Regions from separate parts of the Zea mays genome. Here all the other regions are linked to region 5. A link is a contact called in public Hi-C data. All regions are on one chromosome and are shown on one strand. Each heading gives the region's core, a stretch centred on a gene start, on an enhancer-like site or on the middle of the called end of the contact. The rest is flanking DNA. Distances are from core to core; before and after follow the strand shown. Region 1 holds the start of LOC100282417. Region 2 holds the start of LOC118473300. Region 3 has its middle 89 kb from the start of LOC109942499. Region 4 holds the start of LOC100384592. Region 5 holds the start of LOC109942396 (autophagy-related protein 2).

What was found. Hi-C and Micro-C count contacts between places; a contact is called where the count stands out from the background.
Region 1: a Hi-C map of tassel shows a contact between it and region 5, with 4 times the contacts expected there. The contact joins the promoter of LOC100282417 here to the promoter of LOC109942396 in region 5. A contact is called at or near these places in 2 of 25 Hi-C or Micro-C datasets (ear and tassel).
Region 2: a contact with region 5 is called in a Hi-C map of leaf, with 4 times the contacts expected there. The contact joins the promoter of LOC118473300 here to the promoter of LOC109942396 in region 5. A contact is called at or near these places in 3 of 25 Hi-C or Micro-C datasets (bundle sheath and leaf).
Region 3: a contact with region 5 is called in a Hi-C map of leaf, with 4 times the contacts expected there. The contact joins the enhancer-like site here to the promoter of LOC109942396 in region 5. A contact is called at or near these places in 4 of 25 Hi-C or Micro-C datasets (ear, leaf and tassel).
Region 4: a Hi-C map of bundle sheath shows a contact between it and region 5, with 3 times the contacts expected there. The contact joins the promoter of LOC100384592 here to the promoter of LOC109942396 in region 5. A contact is called at or near these places in 4 of 25 Hi-C or Micro-C datasets (bundle sheath, ear, endosperm and 1 more).

The regions. Positions count from the first base shown.
Region 1 is chr9:35,150,358-35,155,095 of Zm-B73-REFERENCE-NAM-5.0, reverse strand. LOC100282417 reads left to right here and starts at 1,812. Exons shown (of 2, transcript NM_001155328.2): 1 at 1,812-1,923; 2 at 2,035-2,663. The coding sequence starts at 1,858. The coding sequence ends at 2,313.
Region 2 is chr9:35,791,579-35,796,280 of Zm-B73-REFERENCE-NAM-5.0, reverse strand. LOC118473300 reads right to left here and starts at 3,241. Exons shown (of 2, transcript XM_035962516.1): 1 at 2,583-3,241.
Region 3 is chr9:35,033,120-35,037,730 of Zm-B73-REFERENCE-NAM-5.0, reverse strand. No RefSeq gene overlaps it. Among protein-coding and RNA genes, the nearest start is that of LOC109942499, 89 kb to the left of the region's middle. Within about 2 kb of position 1,495, at least 15 of the 20 cell types and tissues checked have an H3K27ac peak or open chromatin away from gene starts, as enhancers often do. A contact at or near this core is called in ear, leaf and tassel, where this site is marked.
Region 4 is chr9:35,941,952-35,946,272 of Zm-B73-REFERENCE-NAM-5.0, reverse strand. LOC100384592 reads left to right here and starts at 1,317. Exons shown (of 7, transcript NM_001397525.1): 1 at 1,317-1,473; 2 at 1,553-1,636; 3 at 1,734-1,919; 4 at 2,933-3,103. The coding sequence starts at 1,371.
Region 5 is chr9:35,493,162-35,497,812 of Zm-B73-REFERENCE-NAM-5.0, reverse strand. LOC109942396 (autophagy-related protein 2) reads right to left here and starts at 2,537. Exons shown (of 14, transcript XM_020544352.2): 1 at 2,135-2,537; 2 at 284-1,302. The coding sequence starts at 2,320.

The sequences.
Region 1 (4,738 bases), core at 563-3,062, 340 kb after region 5:
TGCTGGAGGGAGTAGAGGACGTCCTCGTCCTCTAAATTTGGGGTACAGGACCCTTTAGAGGGTCTTGTTGGAGCCAGCCTTACATTGTTTTGTGCACCGTCTGTTCGTGGAATAGAGTTTTTGCCGTTTATAAAGTGAACTTTAAAATCTAAGTATAAGGCTATCCGTAACCGTTACCTTTAAATTTTTCCCCTATTTTTCTCCCTATTTTTTCATCTCCCGCAGCGGTTTCCCCTAAATACTCCCCCTATACTCCACTACAACTATAAAATATTATTTTTTTATATTAACTATCAATTTTTTATCTAATAACAATTACTCGTGGCCCCACAACACAGTGATGTAAGGGATGAATAGTGATCATCTAGATTGAGGGGGAGAGAGAAGAGGACCACGCGGTATAGGGCTCGGCATGGGGCAGCGCTGCGCGCGTGGAGGGCCCCCTGCAGACGTCATGCAAGGGAAGAGGAGCTGCTGGCGGCAACCGCTGCAGCCAGCCTAAGGATGTGCATACTGCTCGAGATAGCTAAACACAAACAAACAGTACTAGGCACTAGCTTTAGCAAGCAGACCGGATACAATAAATCAATAGCCTGCCGACCCCCTCCCGAGAACGGAGATCTAGGGTACCTACCGCATGTTTGCTGCCGGTTCTAGTAGAAAACGAAATAGGTGTCTGGCGGTCCCGGGGCCGGGCCATGTGCCCCTGGGAGCCCCGCGATCTACAAGGCGGCCTCATCGTGAAAAGAATCCAACCCATGCTGTACTATCATCCACTCGGGAGGAAGTATATTTTAATTCTGACTTGAGTACAAATATGAATGACATTAAATATTACTATAAAACATATATCTCAATTTTAGATTCAATTCAAATATCTACTTACATATATCTATTTCCTTATCGGTAGTTTTTTATAATATAATAAAATCACTACGGATGAAGAAACCTATAATATAATGTAAAAACTACCAAGGTAAATTTTTTAATTAATGTGTTAATAATTAAATATAGAAAGTATAATAAAATTATAGATACGAAATACAAAAATGAAATAAATCCTAGAAGCATATAAATAAAATTAAATACTAATTAATATGATGAGTCTTATTAATATTACTCAAACTTAAGATTTAAATACCATCGGTTATATTAAAACTAAATTTATTGAACATTTTAAATAATGATACATGCCGTATATTTTATGAATAACAGTTAATTAGTTACAATTATAAGATCTAGATGATTTTAGAACAATGTATATTTTGTAAGCATTGCTAATATTAATTTTTCCCTATTTTAGAGAATTATTATGTAAAAACAAATACAAATATGTCTATTTAACATCTATATCTAAATCAAATGCTAACCGCATCTGTCCCTAAATAAACTTAGATTTAATCTATACCAAATTCTACTACTTTTACAATATTTTTGTCTATATGCTACTTCAGTTTAAACAACCTGTCTGAAGGGAACGCTGAGCAAGTAAAGGTGGACATGAGCCCAACCACGCACGCAGGGGCGGCAGTAAAGCGGAGGTGCCAGCGTGCTGGCATGGCTCGGCAGCCTTTGCCCTGCGCACCCGCTGGCGCCGCACATGCCGGGCCATAACTGCCCTCACCTCCCACCGTCCTACCGTGCTACGGTGCCACCCACCCACACCACCGTCTCCAGTCATCCACTGCCTGCCGCTCCCCAGTCCCAAATATCTCCTCCTCCTTGCCTGCCTCGTCTGCCATATAAGCACGGCGGGGTGGAACCGGACGTCCCTCGCTCCCAAATATCTCTCCCCACCTCCCCTGAGCTTCTCCCGACCTTTGGTCAGGCAAAGGAGGCGGCCAACAAGGACGAGCGATGGTGACCAAGGTCATCTGCTTCCTGGTGCTCGCATCCGTGCTCCTCGCCGTCGCTTTTCCCGTGGTAAGATCGATGCGCTAGCGCTAGCCTCACTTTCCTCAACCTCAAGAGCTAAATCTAGGCATTCTGCATTCCTGTACGTACAACTAATCGGACGATTTGCTCCTCGATCAGTCTGCTCTGCGGCAGCAGGTGAAGAAGGGCGGCGGCGGTGAAGGCGGAGGCGGAGGCAGTGTTAGCGGAAGCGGAGGCGGCAACCTGAATCCCTGGGAGTGCTCGCCCAAGTGCGGGTCGCGGTGCTCCAAGACGCAGTACAGGAAGGCCTGCCTCACCTTATGCAACAAGTGCTGCGCCAAGTGCCTCTGCGTGCCACCGGGGTTCTACGGCAACAAGGGCGCCTGCCCCTGCTACAACAACTGGAAAACCAAGGAAGGAGGGCCCAAGTGCCCCTAGAAGATCCACCGCAGCTCCCGTCCGCCATTGTCCCCCCTTCTCCGAATCTGGAACGTGTTGTTCATCTTCGACCACCCCCTAGGCTTGGCATTTTATTACTAGTATAATGCTAGTGTCCGCCCGTTGCTTAATCTGGAATGCTACCAGCCAGATCTCCATGCTCTCCTGTGAGCCACTCGGCAGAGTGAGGATTACTAGGTAGGGTGGCATGTCATGTGCTCCACCCTCCACTGGTACGAGTCAATCAACTAAAGCTACCCCCGGATTGATGAGGAACATCCCGCGCGATTAGTGGGGCATGTCATTACATTCATCAGCTTCTATATATAAACTAGATAAACTTTTTATCATGTCACTGGCCCACTACCACTACGCCTCCAAGATAGAGGCTTTTAACTGTTTGCCTACCTTACGGAATCTTCTTAATCATGGGTTACTAACACATGAGTTACTCACATAGCAAATTATTTACCACCCGCCTCCTGAATAATGACAAATAGTTAATTTTTCGGGCATTGATTGGTATAAAGCCTTTGTTGTTGTGCGCATCCTAGAGCATAGGGTTGTGTTTACACCTTTTTAGGGCGTCAATCACTCAACACGAACCAGCGGCGGTGCTCTCTGCACAGGGGCGGACTGCACAGGGGCCGACGGTCCACGGCTAGAGGCTGGACGGTCCGCGGCCTTGCACGAGGCTAGGATTTTCTGCCTGACGGCCGGACGGTCCGCGCGTGTGCAGGGGCGGCGGAAGATCGCCGGCGGCGCCTGGATCTCGCTCCCGGGAGAGACCCCGTCGAGGAGGAGAGATCCTAAGAGTTGTCTAGGCTCGGGCAGGCCGACCTTGACTCCTCTAATCGACGTAGAGTCGAAGAGAAGCGGAGAATTTGGGGATCGAGAGGCTAAACTAGAACTACTCCTAATTGTACTGGAAATAAATGCGAAATAGAAGTGTTATTGATTCGATTGATGATTACAAATCGACCGTATACCTCTCTATTTATAGAGGAGGGGGACTGGACCCTTTACAAACTGATTTCCGAGCGAATCCCGCGAATCTAGTAAACAACCGTAGCACAAAACTCGGAACCCTAATCTGTTCTGCGCTTGCGCGGATCGTCCGGCCCATAGGCGCGAACCGTCCGGACCACGGACCATTCGGCCTCAGGGCCGGATCGTCCGGTGCTCAATTTAGTGCCCAACATATGCCCCCCTGCCTTTTGGTGGAGCTGAGCAAAATAAAAGCATTTTAACTCGATATGATTACATCGGTTTCCTTAAGCATCTTGCCACATACTAGGATGGTACTGCTGGAGAAAACACCTGTTCAAAGCCTTGGGTAAATCCTTGCCTTGTAATGTTTGTAGTAAATAGGTGTTACCAGACATTACCTGTTTTACTTTGTAAGGACCCTCCCAGCTTGGCGACCATTTCCCAAACTTCTGGTCTTTATTCCTTAGAGGCAGGATGATCTTCCACACCAGGTCTCCTATCTGAAATGATTTTGCTTTGACCTTCTTATTGTAGGCCCTGGCTACCATGATCTTGTCCTTTTCTATTGCTCCCAAAGCTATCACCATCTTGTCGGTCACCTCATCAATATTATCCATCATTGAATTATAATAATTAGGACAGTTAGATCATTTTGTCTGGCGAACCTGACAGCATTCAAACTTATTTCCACAGGCAACGCTGCTTCCTGCCCATAGACAAGCTCAAAAGGAGATACTTTAGTAGCACTATGTTTAGATATTCTATGAGCTCATAAAGCTTCGGACAAAATCTTATACCAATGCTTAGGATTATCGGATATCTTCTTTTTTATCAAGTTAATCAATGTCCTATTACTAGACTCGGCCTGTCCATTGGCCTGAGCATAATATGGAGATAAATTAAACAACTTAACTCTATAATTCAGCAAATTCACGTACCTCCTTTGACATAAAAGAAGTTCCTTGATCTGTAGTCAAGGTCTGGGGAATGCCGAATCTATGAATAATATGCTCAGTTATGAACTCAATTACCTCCTTGTGTGTCATGTTCTTCAAAGCAACGGCTTCAGTCCATTTGGTAAAGTAGTCAGTGACAACCAACACGAACCGATGCCCCTTTAACGATGAAGGATGAATTTCTCCAATAAAGTCTAATCCTCATCCTCTGAAAGGCCAAGGCTTGATGATAGGATGTAATTCGGCTGCAGGGACCAACTGTAGGTCGCCAAATTTTTGACACACTTGGCAACCCTTGTAGTACTTGAAACAATCAGCTATCATGTTAGGCTAATAAAAACCAGACCTTCGCAACAGCCACTTCATCTTTGGAGCCGATTGATGGGTACCACAAATTCCTTCATTTACTTCGACCATGGCTAATATAGCATCATTTGGGCCCAAGCACTTAAGCAGGACGTCGTTGACTGTTCGGCGGT
Region 2 (4,702 bases), core at 1,992-4,491, 300 kb before region 5:
ATTAAGTAAACACAAATCACACACCAACATTTTGCAGCGGAATTTCTTTATTACAAAAGGTTACAAGTTACATCAAATTTACATTATGTTTATTGGAGTGATTACAAAGTGATTCAAAGAAATAAACTTTGAAATGTTAAAGTATTTATAGTTTTGAAATATATGCTAGCTTAAGTGATCATCCTCAATAAGAAGAATAGGAGAGCTACTTTAACCTATAAGAAGGCCGAGCCCACCGGCACTTAACACCATCATCAGCAGCACAAAACTATAACCTAAAAACAACAGGGAATAAAACACTGAGTACGGAATTACTCAGCAAGACTTACCCGACTAAAGAAAAGACTCTCAAGGATATGCTGGATTTAGGAATCAAGGAAAAAGTTTTAGCAAGAATCAAATTAGATACTTTTGTAGAAATAGCTTACTAAAGTGAGTCCTTACTTTCAATATTTTAACGCTAGATTAAATATTAATAGACTTTGTTTGCATCTGGTCTAATTTCACCATCTCATCAATACAACATCATTTTTACTCATAATGTTTACATCCTGACTTAGGTTGTAGGTCGGATATCAAGTCTCCACTCTCTGTGGATATAACGGCGATCCGAATCGATTTACTCAGCTGAGGATCTCTAACCACACGACATATGTAGCACTTAACCCTTGCATATGTCAACCATTCACACAGATCCTCCACAACGTGAACCGGTCCGCGCTACCCGGGAGCACAGTACTCCTCCAACCAGCCTCTAGCCAGGAGGGTACACGCTACTCCCACCATCTCCCACGCCCAGTGCGCGGTTGTCTTTTCACGTATGGAATAGCCGGGTTCAAGCTTACCCTGTCCCATATCCAGCGCATGTGGCTAGATAAGATAGTCCTTGATCATACAGGCCTACATACGCATCCAATCCTTAATTAACCTGGGTGGAGCATCACCTGTTCCTAACCCAAGTCTCGATTTAAGTACTTCCATCCTTAGGATTGTTTTGTATTCCTTAGGATGAAAAGAGCATTATAGGGAACTTTGCAGTAAGATCCCACCATGCTCCCAATGAAAATATTCTTGCAGGTAGAAGCCATCCTTCCTTAGGATAAACCTGAGCTAGGCATAAGTGCAAAGGACAACCTCTATATGCTTACAAGCAGGGCTAAGCATTTTTTTTGTAAATCATATTTTGATACTTCACCAGAAGTATCTATATAAGGGATGGATTTCAAGGTAGCCAATGCATCGAAGGGTTTTCAAGCAACTCCTATAAACCTAATGCACAATCACTAGACTTAAAGTGTGTAAAAATAATTTAAAAACACAAGGAAGGGGTTGCATGCACCGGGGCTTGCCTGGAATAAACACTACGTTAGTGTTTGTTAGACAACGTTCACTTGGCGATCATCTTCATCATGGTTCTTGATCAGGTCATCCATCCTTAGGTTCGTCCATCAGCAACACCTTGCGAAGAAGCCCACGCTTAACAGCATCTTGTGGTCGACTCAGCTCTGGTCCTCCACATCACGTGATCAATGCACATGAACGGATATACACAGGAATAGCACACGACTAATTATTGCTACACCGAAGAGGATTATATATTTAGTGACGAGGTATTACAACACTTCAAACAACGTTGGATATTAATATACCACTAAGTACAATATTAATGTTTTTCTTAACTTGACTAGACCTAAAATAAACATTAGGAATTAACAACCTATACATATGCTTTACCTTCTTTGGTTAAAGCCTAACATCAACAGATTAACAGACCTAGGTTCATTAGTTCTAGACGTCTAAATCTAAAATAAGAAAAGAAGCATATTAACTAACTTTCTAAACCGCCCGATCGGGCTACTTTGCATAACCCGCCAACTAATTAAAATCTCACACTATTTAATAGTCTACTTTCCAATCGTGTCAGCAACTATAACACTACGCTTACTAAGACATTTCGTCATACAATAAACACAACCATGACACAAGAGCTACAACATGATAATTATCGCGACCACCACATTTATCCAATTCATTTAATACCTCGACTAGTAGCAATAGTGAAATCGCGCACTAATACTAAATTCACTCGAAACTATGGCATCAATAGCAGGTTCTAGTTCGAGTATTTCCACAAACAATTAGAATCGGAACAACACTTGAGAGGAAAACGTCGGCTAGCTGATTTAATACTAACCTATTTTTAACGTCATCGATTCACCAACATCGTGTACTGGTCTACCGAAATCTCCTTCGCCTAAACCGTATTTTAAACCCGAGCGTTTCACGATGTGTCTACGCCACAATTGTGATCACAAGCATATCGCCAATATTAAATCAATTAAATTATCCTAGTCATTTGTATCCACCACCAAAGCACTCCTCATCTAAATTACATTGTCGCCCAAACTTTACCATATACATATAAAAATGTCTAATTAATTATTATTACCAGAAATTACATAAACATTAATACCCTATTTTTAAATAAAAATAGCATATAATGACTATCATTACGACCAGTAATTTAATCCAACGCATCCAATCATTCCTCATACTAACGGGAAACAAATGGATCAGCTTACCATGTCTGAATCGACTCGGAGTCGTGATTTCGATGAGGCTATCTGGTTTGAACTATTCACTGAACACCATGTGTGTGTCGTTCTCCCCAAAATCAAACAATCAGCATCGCAGTGTCGATCTTCCCAACACACGACGAGCACGAGTCCACTCATTTTACCGAACAGGGAGCTGCAGGGGCGCATGGCCAGTGAGCACGGTGAAGCGATGGCAGCGCAGATCGAGCTCGCGGCGCGGCATGACATCCATGGACGCGAGCTAGATGTCGGACATGGAGATGAAGGCTCAACGGCGCACGGCAAGGTCAATGACGCGCTGTGGATATGGAGGAGTCTGCAGGGGTTCATGGTCGGACCGGCGACTGGCCGACGAACTTGATTTGGCAGTGGGCGATGGCTAGGACGTGGGGGAGCCGGGACTACAGTGCTAGCCACCAGCGAGCTTTGATGGCTTGCCGTAGCTGAGAGGAGCACGTAGCTAGCAGAGGCGCTGTGTAGAGAAGGGAGAAACTGGGGACGGTCAAGGTGAGCGACAGCTGGGGCCTAGGCAAGCTTTGCCGACCGGCAACGTGACGAAGACGCCGGCTGAACCTAGAGCAGCACCAGAGGAGCAGAGTGCACTGACAAGCTCAGTTCTATGGCTAGGCACCGGTGAAGAGGAAGTGCCTCCACACAGTCACACGATGAAAAGATCATGGAGAGAGTTTTGAGTGGTGGGAGATAAAGGAGAACAGAACGGCGGTGGAATAGGGACTCGGCATGGTGGAGTGACACGATGAAAATAACGTGGCAATGAAGATGTTTCCAGGAGCTGAGAAATCAACCAATAAGAGTGACGTGACGAATTCTTGTTTTTAAGGTTGCTTGTTCATTAAAATAAGAGTGGAAAAAAGAATCAACTTAGATAGAGAGATAGATCGATGGGGAAACAAACAAACAAATTTATCTTCTTCTCCTTTTTATACTTAATTATTATATACTTTTCTGTCCGATTTGAACTTTTACACAACAGACCACAAATAATTTGGTTCTCAGATTAACTCTGCACGAGATGTAAACCGGACGAAACAAAAGATGACAATCAAACTAGTACAGACTGCGCTTGATTTAAGTTAGAGCAGATAATTTACTCCGCGTGATTTGACTGAAATTAGCCGAAACCAGATCCGCTAATGTATACGCGATTTCATCGTCAAAACACCGTGCTGAAGGATAAATTGAATTATATTCGTGTGCACGATTTCACTCAGACGACGCGTGATCCTAATTATTTTGCCCCAAGATAAAAAAATCATCTGAGTGAGTCGGGCTTCCGAATTCGTATTCGCGCGAACGATGAATTTTAAATAATCACCGGACGCACCGATTTTCGGAACAACTAGGTTCTGAACATCACGAAAATTTAGGACGAGTCCGGATAGATGAAAATAAAAACAATGTCGAACTCGCGATAGACGGAACAGATGCGATATTAAAATCACGATAGGCGAAGATGATTAAAATTTAGCATCTGTTTTATCCACTGATATTACGTGCTTAAATCCATACTCGTTATCGAGCGGAATATAAACACCAGGGGTGTTACAGCCCTCCCCCTTAAAAGAATCTCGTCTCGAGATTCGGAGCGAAAGACTCTTAAGAGTAGAGAAGCATGTAACTCATGTTCATATCAGCGATAATCATGAGACATTTCCAAGCAAAGATGAGTGTCTCAAGATGTCGTTTCTCTAGTGGACATAACATGTATTTCCTTAAACTAATTTAGAGATATCCACCAGTAGAGACGATGTCTGCTAGAGGAACACATAAGGTTCCATGTATGCAGTTTGCTTTTTTTTATGACACTGTACTATCTGAGTCTGTTGAGCAAGCAACAAATATGCGATCTTACCCAAGCAGAATCAGATGCACCATCTTGGGTAAAACACACAAAAGGAGGTTTACCAACAAGTGGTCACGGTAAGTTCATAGCACACGAGACGGGTGTGAATGTCGAATAATATCACAGTTAACTCATGTTAGCCAGAAAATCCAAATCCAAGAAAAATGATAGACCCGAAAAATCACCAACGAAAGGATCGGTAAATGCGGACTTTTGCAACCAGTCCATTTTATCCAGCATT
Region 3 (4,611 bases), core at 246-2,745, 460 kb after region 5:
ATCACCCCTTCTGTTCACTTGTTGCTACATGTAGGGAAGTGACCAAGTCTTCATGTCCGAGAAGAAATGGTGATCTGAATCAATTAATACCTAGCTAGGGATCTCCAACCACACGACATATGTAGCACTTAACCCTTGCATATGTCAACTCGCACTCGGGTTTCTCAAGACCAGAATGGGTTCACGCCAACCGAGAGCACATATACTCCACCGTCCAACCTCTTGTCACGAAGGGTACATGCTACTCTTGCCATCTCTCCACTCCCATTGCGTGGTAGCCTTTCTGGTATTGGTCCGACCAAGGCAAAGCTTACCCATGATGAGGCATGTGGCCAATTAAAAGGTCCTCGATCATCAAGCCTATATCGGCTCAGTCCTTAACCGACTCAAACGGAGACATTACACCGAGACTTCCTTCTCGTGCAAGTCACCCGCCCGGTCTCGTCTTTATCATTTAAAACCCAAAGTTTGGTACCTGGCAGAGGTACTCTTTTCAGATGTTGAACCCATCATGGCCATGATGGATCCACCATCATAAGTCTTTTCTTTGTAAAAATTCCCATCCAGTGTGAAGCATCACCTTTTTCAAAACAAAACCTTTTGTTTTGTATAGCAAGACTAAGCATTAGAAAACTTGTTTAAACAAAACAGGCAAACAAGGAATCGTAACCAATTTTCCAAGGAAGGAAATTCATCAACTGTTTATCACATAATTCCTATCACCTAATGCATCATATAAGGTGATAAAGATTTTAAAACAATAAGGAAAAAGGATAATGCACTGGGGCTTGCCTTGTGTTGCAGGAGTTTCTGTTTCCACACCGCAGATATCAAAGTAAAAGTTGTTCTCCGCTAAAGGATTCTCAGTCTGGGAGACAACCTCTTCCTCTATTATGGTTTCTTCCTCGTGTTCTATACATGATAATACATGTACATGAATGTTTATGCTATGTCATGAATATGCAGTTACATAATAGAAATATAGTAAGTTGCATCTTGAATACAACTTTCCTTCACGATACAAACCAATCACTAAGGTTTTCTACTTAGGCATTCCTTTAGGATTAGTATTAAGTAGTTAATCCTATGAAGCTAGTTATTGCATTTTTGGTCAAACAGTGTCCAAATTATTTCAAACTTCACTCAGGGCTCTAATCGTCATATTAACCCTACCCAAAAAGTTTTATGATTTTTGTAATTATTAAACTATTTCTAAAATTCTAAAAGGCTTGGTTTAAGCACCTTTAAATGCTACAAAATTCTAGGTTTGGGATAAAAATCTTGGAATTATTTTTTATTAAATACTACTCGATTTTATGAATCTAGCAAAATTAGTCTCACGATTTTACCAATTTTCTACTATTTCCTATGAATTTCCCAAGTTGTCAGTAAAAAGAAAAGATTAAAACGTGAATAGTAACGGGTCGTATCCAGCCCGACTGGCCCACAGACAGGCGGAACGCGCCCGCGTCCTCGCGTTTTGTTTTGCGCAAAGGTCCCTAGCCATTTGAATAACCAGTAAATAGTCCCTGAACACTATTCCTGTGTCTCACTAACAATCGCATATAGGCCCCCGTACTTCTATTTCTTCACGATTCAAGTCCCTGGCCGCGCACCGATCAAATACTTGGCCGGGGTCGCCTGTACTCGCTGGCGGTGACCTATTCCGGTGGTGCCGAGTACACGGACACCATCACAGGTGCTACCCGAACACACTCACGAGCTTAATTCGACCAGAGCATCATTAATTCGTAGCTGCCCACGACAACGGCGGAGCAAGATCACTGGCGTGCCCTTACCGGTTTTCCCAAGCCGGTCGCGTTCAATCCAGGGACGTGGAACGAATCAGTGACATACTAGGACTATGGTGCTCGCGCAAACTTGGACGGAGACACCCCGGAACAACCGGTCGACATGAGCCATGTCCACGATGGCGTTGCCGGATGACGATGCAACGTTCCCAAAGCTACGGTGCGGTAGCGTTCAATTGGCCGAGACCAGGAGTTTCACTAGCACCAGAGGGTGTACAAACATGGATCAGAGGGATGTGAATGGACCTGAGAATGGCTGGCCACGACATGATGCCTCACGACGGCGTTTCGGCTGATTTTGGGGGAAATCTAGAATTCGCGAGCTATGGTGGATGATTTGAGGTGAGGAGTGGTTCTCTAGGTGCGTAACAAGAAGGCGGAGCAGGAAGGGCACTCAATTTATAGAGGCCGGTTGCAGTTGCTCTGAATTTTGGACGGGGATGAACTCATGGTGACGTCAAGATGAGTCACTGGAGTTCGCCAAACGTGGCGCTCAATGAGTGTAATGTTTGGGAGGGGGTAATTGGCTGTTTTACATGACCTACAATGATGTGATACATGGTCTATGGCGTGGTGCAACCGAGATGACCAGGAGCCACAACGGCATCGACCGCTCGGCCACGTCGCAGGCCAGCGAATCACGATGGATGAACCGGTGCCAGAGACCACATTCACGACCCTTCCCAGATCTTTTCCGGTGGGCGCGAATCACGGTGTGGGATCATCGGTGAAGTGCCCGGCGCCTCTGATCTTTCTCAGTCACCGTACCATCACCATCTTCATTCAGTGTCCTGACAGACCAAGTCGAGGGCCCTTTTTCTTTGATTTTCATTCAGCAAGCCACCAAGTCGATTATACCAAAGTTGTACCCCTATATACCAGCTTCGACTTTGTCACAGAGACCTTGGTCATTTACTCACTGGATCAAGCACAAATCGACTCCAAGGTTGATTAGAAACCACTGTCAGTCTGCTTTCAGTATAAGACCTGACTAACAACCCGACTTCTAGGGCATTTTACTCACTTCTTGATAGTTGCCAAGACAAAGGAATGCTCACTTCAAGATTTTTTAGCCAACATGGATATGGAGCACAATTTCCATACTCCTTAATCTCCTCAGGCCACTCATGAATATCTGGCTTTCCACGAACTGATGAGCAATCTTCTGAATTCTACAGCTGCTAAAGATAAATGGACCTATCTATGGGGCAATACTACCTTCAGCTCATCCAAGTTCTATAGCCACACTTTTCAGTCAATCTAGCCTCCCTCTGCCTTCAATTGGATTTGGCAGTCCAAGGTTGGAAAGAAATTTGTTGGGGACTTGTTCTCAAATGCTTTGAATATAGAACAAGGCAACATAAAATGTTAAATGTTAATGCCCTTCGTCCATCGGAACATTATCTCCCCTAGGGTATAATGAACTTCGGACGAAGGTCATGAGCAAGAATCACGAAGGTCATACCTTCGTAATTAGAGTTATGAAATAACGAAAGACGAAATATAAAACATGAAAGTATAATGTATTAAAACACATAAACTTATTCATATATTTCATTATACAAATTCAAATATTAAAACATAACATTTAACCACATTTATACCTTCGTCTTGACAGAAGGCAATAATCCAAGTGTCGCGTCCGAGTGATTACAAGATTGCGTGAACAGTACAGGGGTACTGTTCATCTATTTATAGGCACAGGACGCAGCCTGTGTGAAATTACATTTATATCCTTTTCAATCGATTACAATCATGACACAAACTATCATGGGTCTATTGGTCATTTAATTTTTAGGTCGGTTCACTCCTTCGTCTTGAGGTATGTCACTTTGCCGAAGCTTCATGGGTGATAGCTTCGGCACTGCTTTCGAGAAGATTAGCCGAAGGTGTTTCTTCCTTCAGGATCTTTGGCTACGAAGCATACCCCAATAGTAGCCCCTTCGTGGTGCTAGATCGTTTTTCGTAACGAGCTTGATCCGTGAAAAAGTCTCCTAGGCTTCGAGATGCCGAAGATCTGAAAAACACCTTCCCTGAGCTCGTTGCCGAGAAACGATTAAAATAACCTGAGCACGAGGTGGCCCCACCATGCAGCGGTAACGCGCGTCCTGGCGATTCATCTGCTCGAGCTCTCTGGCCCACCATTCAGTGGGTGCGGGCAACTGTTCGTCCGGTGCGGAATACTTGACGATTCACCTTCCCACCTGCGGTACTATATAAACAGACGGGTAGGTGTGAAGTTACTACAACATTCATTGCTATTACACTGTTTTGCTGCCAAAAATTTGACCATAGCCGAAGCTTGTTTACTGCATCCTCAACCGAAGCTATTCATTTTGCTCGAGCTTCGCAACAAAAAAGAGCTTCGGCAAAACTAAAAAAATTTCAACTTTGTCAAAAGACAAGAAATTCAATCATCAGATGGTTAGGGTACGCTTAACAGCTAAGGTTACTCGCGACGGAGAGAAAGCCGAAGGTGCCGAAACCGCTCCAATTTCTGAAGTGATGAAACAGTCAGGGCTGGTAATACCGTAGGATGCACCTGCCGCTGAAGCTGAGCGGGTTGATGTTGAGACTTGAATCTGAAGATGATTACAGCGTCGTGCCATCTAAACCCAACCACCTGGAGTTTGGGAAATCCACCATTACCGAAGGTGATATGTCTAAGCTGATGAAGCTAGGCTACTTCAGTGAAGCAAAAAGGAGCTGGTTCGTTTTGGCGGAGAGGAAATTACTCCGAAGCCGGAAAAGAATGAGGTGGTAGTCTTCAAAAGTTTCTTTAAAGCGGGATTAAGATTTC
Region 4 (4,321 bases), core at 68-2,567, 450 kb before region 5:
CCTCAAGTCAAACCCACGGGCCGGCCTGGCACGACCCATTTAACTAAGGCCCATCGAAGCACACTAAACATAGACTTAGTATTTAACTAAGGCATGTCAAAGCACATAGGACTAACACAACTTGGAGAATCCAGAGCTTCAATGGGCCTTCGAAGGCAAGACGGGGATAGTGATGATGATCATTGTATATGTATTTCTTATGGTTGTATAGTACTCAACTAAATATTGAACAGAGAACTAAATATTATTTCTGAGCTAGTTGTAGTCTTTCTTCTTTCTGACCAAAGGTAATAACGTGACAACCACAAAATAGCTATTGGTCATTTTATATATTATATACTTTATGTTTATGTATTATTGTTGTATGTATATGGGCTGTTCTGGCACACTAAGATATTCTAGGCTATTTGGGCTGGTCTGGCATACATAACTAATTGTGGGTCGTGCTGTGGGCCGACGGCTGAGCCCAGTGCTGGCACGACACGACCCATAATTGGTGATATGCTTTTGTGGGCTTGTGTCGTGCCCGTCACACCAGCCCACATGTACAGGTATAGCGAGTAATAAGAGCAGTGGCGGCCAGCGGGTGAGAGCGTCACCGGCAGACATAGGGATGGCAACGGGTTTGAAACCCGTGGGTAGAGGGTTTTCAAACCCGCATCCGTGGGTTTGCTATTAAACCCACACCAGTATCCGTTACACATGACGGGTACAATATGCTACTCATATCCGCTACCCGCGGGTGCCACAAATCCATAGGTATTTTCGCGGGCATATAATTATAATTATAATTTTATATATATATATATATATATATATATATATATATATATATATATATATATATATATATATATATATATATATATATATATATATTACGGGTATGTGGGTTTACCGGCACGGGTATAACATTTTCATATCCACGAGGAAAAACCTATCGAATTGAAAATCAAATTCATAGCGGTATCCACGGTTATAAACTCACTCAAATCTGCACCATATAGGGTTTTTAGCTATGGACACGCGGATAAAATGATAAAATGTGCTCGTTAAGCAGACCCCTCGTCGTCTCTCTCGTCACTCTTCCCTCCCTCGTCGCTTATACGCCTTCTCTGTCTCCCTCTTGCGTCTCTCTTCCCTCCTTTTCCACCCAGCGACGGCGAGCGGGAAATGCCGGGCCCCAAAAGAGGCCGCATCCTTGGTGCTTTCTGAACCTTCTTTACTTTGTCCCCAAATGGCCTCCTCGCCCTCTTCACGTTTCCCTTCACCATAAGCACAGGCACCACTCCCCCCCTGCAAGCTCCTCCCTCTCTCGGCTCTTGGTTCTTGCATTACTCTGTCAGCCCAGAGGCAGAGCAAGTAAGCAAATGGTTGCTATGGCGGCGCCAGGGCGAGTGGCGCTCCTGGCCGCCGCACTCCTGTTCGGCGCCTTCTTCCCATCCGCGTTCGCCACGTCCTCGTACCCCGCAAGTGAGCTCCTTCTGCGGCCCCACCGTCTCGTTCGCTGCGCTTCCTTTGCTGATTAGTCTTATTCCACGTCGGATGGCAGGGCTTGCGGGCAGGCTCCTGTCCACCACGGCGTCGGCGGTGGCCAAGCAGCTGTGGTCGCTCAAATCGGCCGCCACCAAGACGGGTAATCGCCGGACCGTGGCGTCGTCTTTTCCCTCTCTGATTCTTGTTTCCTCACCGGGTGTGCCTGCTCTTCCGGTCTCTGGCGGTGTCGGCGGCAGCGACGGCGTCCGTGGCGGGGCGGTCCATGGTGCGGTACGAGGGCGGGTACGCGGTGGACACGGTGTTCGACGGCAGCAAGCTGGGGATCGAGCCGCACGCCGCCCAGATCAACCGCGCCGGCGACCTCCTCCTGCTCGACTCCATCAACAGCAACATCTACAGGGTCCAGCTGCCGTTGTCACCATGTGAGCACGCTCTGCCTCCGACCACTCCCTGTCCTTTTCAGGTTTTCCAGTCTTCATGGGATTCTGCTTCCCTCGATGATGCTTCCCTCGGTGATGTGAGTAGTTAGGGAGGGAGTTATTGGTGGTGGTTGGTAGGGGCTGATGTTGCATGCTGACTTCATCAAGCGCTGTTCCTCGATTGCGAAATGCCTACTATTTTGTTCATTGCTATAGTATGGACAATATGAAATAATAGCTGTTTGCGATCGTTCCCCATGTTTATGGAACCATCGTTCTCGTGCAGGTTTTTTTTTCTCCTTCACTTCCCTTTGTTGATGTGCTGGTTTACTTCCTCACGTTTCCTATAGCACAGGTGCCTGGAATCAAGGATTGAGAAGAGAAAGTAGATGTATAGTGCTGGTTTTCTAGATGGTTAGACTTAAGGTGTTGTTTAGTTCACCAAATGTAACATAAATAGCAACGGTAATGATTCACGTTCGATTACCAGCGGTAACAAGTTTGGATATGACGGTATTAGTTTCTAGTGTGGTATCTGATTACTGTTGGATTTAAACAAACATGGTTTAACGTTATCGATTACTGTTCACGTTACAAATATATGAATCAAACGACATCTAAGACCTAATGGCTGCTATCATCGCCTGAAAAACCCTTCAAAATCAGGCATATGAGAAATCAGCTCCCTTACTTCCTGTTTCACATATCAGAAGTTGAGCAAATAGACCTCTTCACTAGGAAAAATGTTTCTATGATTTGGTTCCCTTAAATTGTTAGCAATATCTCCTGTCTCATCTCATGTCACTAAAGGTAGGTACAATTGGAAATTTTACACTGTACCTCCACTATGAGCAAATGCTATGTCAGTCTCACTTCCCTCACTGCAACAAGACGACTTTTATTTTAGGATAGTGATGAAGTTGCCATTCATGTTTTTTTAGCATGAGATGCTTCCCAGATTATATCCAAGCAATCAGAATCTGATGGATCTTCTGAAATTGGATTCAACAATGCAGATAGCAGACCAAAGCTCCTTGCTGGTTCTCCAGAAGGTTTATCTGGCCATGTTGATGGAAGACTGCGAGAAGCGAGGATGAACCATCCTAAGGGGTTCACTGTGGATGATAGGGGCAACATTTATGTTGCAGATGCTATGAACATGGCAATAAGAAAGATCAGTGACACAGGTAAACTAAATGGCCCATTTGGAAGTATTGTTTCTCCAGCAGTTATTTAGTACTACATTCATTCATAAATATATGACGCCGTTGACTTTTTAAAAAACCTTTAATCACTCGTCTTATTCAAAATATTTATTCGAAAATGTAAAATTTTTAGCCACGCTCAAACGACTTTGAGTGATAAAACAAATCACTACAAAATAAATAGAGTAGTTGATACGTAGAGTAGATTGTGGTGGAAGGATATCTAACCAGCATTCTACTCTCGGCTCTTGATTAGGGGTAGATAACGAGCCAGCCAGTGGCGGGTCTATATGCAAACAAGGGTATTCAATTGAATACTCATTATTTTTGGCAAAACAAATATATATATATATATATATATATATATATATATATATATATATATATATATATATATTATGTATATAAGCTAAAATATTATAAAAAGCATAAAATCATACTATTTTACAGCTATTTTGTCTAAACTTTGGTTTTCACTAGCATTCTTTATTTCTGTACCGTTCAACCGATCATACAGTACAGTAGTGTGATTTTAGATTGTCAAAAAAAATATGTTCTACCAAAATTTTGAATACTCATACTTGAAATTCTGGGCTCGCCTCTGGAGCCAGCTCGACTCGGCTCGTCCGAGTTCGAGCTGGCTCGTTAAGGTAACGAGCCACAGAGTCAGCTCGGCTCGGCTCGGCTCGTTTATGAGCTCGAGCTGACTCGTTTAGCTCGCGAGCCAGAGCATAAAAAATAAAATATATATAATAATTATTTTTTAGTTAATTTCAAACTAATTTAACAATAGAAAATAGTAATTATACTCATAGTTTCACAAACCACGTCAATATAACACCAAATTAGCATAATTCATCGTTCATTAATTCACAATTCACATACATGTTTATCAGTTTAACCCATAATTATATTTGTATAGACCAAATTAACACATAGACATAGTTCATTAATTATTAGTTTAATTCATAAGCCATAGACACCTCACATATATATAACATGTTCACCAATTATTCTGTAAATGATACACATATAGTTTCGTTTTGTTGGAATATGCTAGCTCGTTTAGCTTGCGAGTTGGCTTGTTAACGAACCGAGCTAGAATGTCAGCTCAGCTCGTGAAAAATTCAAACGAGCCGATCCGATCCGAGCCAAGCTGACCATGAACCGAGCGAGCCAGCGAACCACGAGCATTTTGTC
Region 5 (4,651 bases), core at 1,288-3,787:
CTCTGGGCTATCACCCCATGACAGAAGATAGCAATATGTGGGTTCTGTGGTGGCCACAAATGAGAAGATATGAAAGAAAAAGTTTAGTGTTTATAGTTGGAAAGCATGCACAGACAGATGGACTAATTCTGAAGATCTTATAGCTGGTTTAATATTCAGAAAAGATAGAAACTGAAGCAAAATGTGGTATAGCAACACTTTTGTACAATAATATGGCAAAATCAATTTCAAGGTGAGAGTTATCAGAATTTCAAGGAATGAAATGTAAGGCATATAAACAAACCTTTCATCACAATCTGAATCAGGGTCACCTAGATCATTACGGGCAACAGGATCCATCCAGTCTTTTATCACATTTGCCCTTGTAAGGAAAGAATCCTGAATTTTATCCTGCCCGCTTTGAGAAAATGTGCTCTGTACCAAGTATTCACTGGTGGCTTTTACAGAATCTGAACCTGGTTTCAAAGAGCTTGAAGCAGATGGACACAAGCCAGAGCTGGAAGAGCTAATAGAGATATCTGCAATATTATGAACACAACTCTGTTCGTCTACTGTCTTTTTTTGGAGAGAATCCCATACGTGCATGATCCACCGGATGCTGCAGAATTGTAACCGCAATTCTAATGAATCAATTGATACATCTGCATCAATTTTCTCAAAGTTCAAGCACCCCTTGTTCCATGGGATGCTTAAATTGAGTTTCCCTGAGAATCCACCAATGGGACCGGTTAAGACTGCAGTAGTACTATGACTTGCTGAAATGCCAGCTATTCCTCTAATTGGATCATTTTGAAGCAGTGTGTCGACATCATCCATCTTCAAAAATTCAATGACCGCCTCACGGAAAGTTAAAAAGTTGTCCAGTTTAAATAGACCAAGTTGGGTTCCAAATTCCACCTCTTTAATTCGGAAAACTAGAGATCGACTAGTTTCTGGGAGTCTACTATTCAAATTGATTTGAGGATCAAATACAACATAGACATTCTTTAACTTAATATTAAAGCTTGTCAGAAACCATTTGATGGCATTGGCAATTCTTTTTACACCTTCATCCACATCTCGGGATACAGAAGTGGAGCACTGATTACTATCAGATTCACTTCTTTCGGTGTTTACTAATGTTTGTGTGTCACTAGTACTACCAGAGACAGAGCATTCAGTATGCACATTATCAACTTCACTTGCAACAGATGGGACAAGCACAAGCTCCAATTCTTCAACAACAATCTCGCAGCTAGTAGTGAATCTAACTAGCAGGGATTTTATTGATCCTTCTTTCAGCATAATAGGGGATCCTGATAACTGAAATAATACAGAAAATTAACTGATGAAAGACATGAAACAAATAATTTCACTTCTGCAGGTTCCACATTTTTTTGGGGGGGGGGGGGGGGGGGGGGGGGGGATTCAAATAAGAGATGATTGTGGTATGCTAAGTACCAGAAATAGTAAATAAAGAGTATTGAAGCTACCAAGAACAGCAATTAAAATTATAGACTAACTGACCACATAATACTTTCTGCTAGATTGAATTTTAACACTAGCCACACTTAGCATTTCGGTGTGTGCACGCTTTACATTGTAATGAATTTTAATTTAGGATGCTTCGTAGGAATGAACTGCAACAAAGGTGCATAGCCTCTTCTCCTGCACCCAAGATCAGATTCTGCAGCTATCCCATAAACTTTAAGGTACAAACTAAACTAATCAAAAAATACTGAAGTATACAATAGAACAACAAATTGACATTAACCAAAATTGACACAGGCATCAATCAAAAAAGTTCTAAAGCTCCACTTGTTTTCGCCACCAGTCTTCAGCTCCAGCACAAAAATAGTCAAAACCCCTGCCTCAATACCAAAACTAGAATTCGCGCCACAAAACGGTGGAAATAACGATCAGAATTTAAAATGAAACAACTAAACCCACCCGGCAATCAAACAAAATATTCCTAACTCCCCCACGCCACAATTTGATCATCAACAAAACAAGCGAGCGGCAGTAGGCGATGAGATCGTCACAAACCTAACCTCCCTCTTCGCCGCCTAATCGGCTTAATGGGAAGCGGACTGCGACGGCTCCAATACACATGGGAGAACAATACACAAGCAGGAGGGTGCGGAAGAAAACGCGCCTTATGGTTGATGAACTCAGCGTTTAGGGCGAGGTCGTTGAGCTGCACCGTGCCGCGGCCAAGCTGGATGTCGAACTGATCGAGGTCGAGGTCGCCGAGGATCAGATCCCCAAGCCGCTTCTTGAGCAGCGACTTGCAGACGCGCTTAAGCAGCGTGTCGAGACGTAATCCGTCCAAGAACCCCATCGCTTCACCTTCCGCGGCGGCGGCGGCGGCGGTCGGAGAGATGGAGGCTCCTCGGTGACGGAAGCGATAGTTGCTTGGTTCGATTGATAACAAGTCGGCTTTTTCGTATTAGACCCTACGTGGAGGGGCAGAAGAGAGAGAGTTATCGCCTACACTTGTAACTCCCACCCTGGGAAACAGCATATTTTTGCGGAGAAGGAAGTCTGTACCACTGTCCGATGGGACCAGCCTTCCAATGGGGTTAGAACTGGACCCGTTGGATGATGGCGGGTGACGGCACGGCGCAGCGCATCTCTCTTCCCGTCCCGCCAAGTTCGCACAATCGTAACGGTGCAGATCCTCCCCGTCGCGGCCGATGTCCCGCAGGGCAGCGTTCTGCGTTCCTCCCCGTCAGCCCATCCCGGGGCCCGGGCTGGCTGTATCGCGCAAGCAGGCGGCGCGGTATATAGGTAAATAATAAATATTTAGTACAGTATATTACTATCCATGTCTATCGTCCCAGTCCCACGAGATGTTCAGATGTAAGGCTATGAGCAGTGAGGAACTTTAACAATCCACACCCTGAAGTAACCAACATGCTCCCCCGTCTCTATCTAAATATCGCCATTAAATTAAAAAAATAGACAGTTAACTAATATTGTAAAAATTATTGATAATATTTATATCTTTAAATAGAATTATTAAAGCATCTCTAAGAGATTATCTAAATTTCACTCTCTAAATTATCATTTTACGAGTCATTTACAGAAAATCATTTTTATATATATTTTCAATCTCCAACAGCTTTTCCATATTTTATTTGCACGCTAGAGAGCCATTCGCGTTTTTTATCTTTGGCTAGCGAAAACCCCATAATAGAAAATAGTTATAATTTAAATAACCATTTACAAAAGTTATTGGATGAAAACTTGTTACAAAAATCTCTATTTATATTAATTGAGAAGAATATAGAGAGTCTCTTTGAGTTGCTCTTATGAAAAAGGTTGAATGACCTATCTAATCATATGTATCATAAATATTAATATTTTATTTTTATATATTAAGTTAAACTAAAAATGTTTTACTTCACACATAATTAGAATGATAGATAAAAAGAGAGTAAAAATATTTTTGGTAAATTTTCTTGGATATAGTTTACATGAGGTGAACTTAAGTATATATATACTAGTCAACTTTGGATTAATTTCGTCTTTGGATAAACAAAGAATCAACTTAACATTGAAGCAGCACGATATATTAGTGCAACTTAAAACATCAATCAAATGTATATTAATCGTTAGTACTTATTTAAAGTTGCCTAGAGAGTGTGAATAGACAAAACCTGAAATTTTAACTTAAACAACAAACTTTGGTCCGAAGATTACTAGTTGAGAGGTTAGAACAAGATAATACAGCCAATGTCAATTTCCAAGGTAATAACTTGCTTATATTGGTAGTAAAACATAGGTGAGGAATAGAGCCTAGCAACCAAATATAGAAGAGACAAAGCTTAAAGACAAACAAAGTAAGTATTAGTTAGATGGAAAAAGGCAAATACAAGTAGGGAAGGAGAATGCACAAGAGACACAAGATTTGTTTATCAATGTTCAATTCCACAAAAAAACTACAACTCCATCGAGGGGTTCACAAAGAACCTGGGCTCTTTTAACCCTTTCCTCACTCAAGAGATCACCAACATCAAGCTTGAGTCTCTTTCTTTTTGCAATTGCGAGAGCAAACTATCACAAAGGCTCTCCACATGAAGTAGGACACTCTTAATCGCTTTACAAACTTGAGCAGCAACTCCACACACTTTGATCACAAGAATTCTCCTCACTTTGCATTAAACTCAACACAAGTGCTCTAGCAACTCTTTGTTATTCTAGCTCTCAAATGGATGTATATTCTAACCACACAACTCAATTCAAAGCATTTGAGAGACTTAAATGGCTAGGAGATGATCCCATTACTAATCGATGATGTTTCTTAGCTCTAGGATGGAGTTGTGTCAAGCTGGGTGGTATATATAGGCTCCTAACTTGAAACTAGCTATTTGAACCCCACTCAAGATTATGCATACTCACCACATATGTCTGCTGTCATCTCAGAAGTGATCGTTGGATAAAGGTGTCAGATCAGTCAGTTGTGAGAGTTCACCTGACATGTCCTGTGTGCCACCAAACATGCCATGTCAAATTGTTGTTGGCGCCTTTCTTCAGTCGACCGTTGTGCACTATACATCTGGTGTGTCATCTAGTCCACCATTCGATGTGCTACTGGATACATCTGGTGTTCCATGGTTGTTTCCAACTTGTCTCTTTGACTTCATTTGCTTAGGCTTTGGCTTGGCTT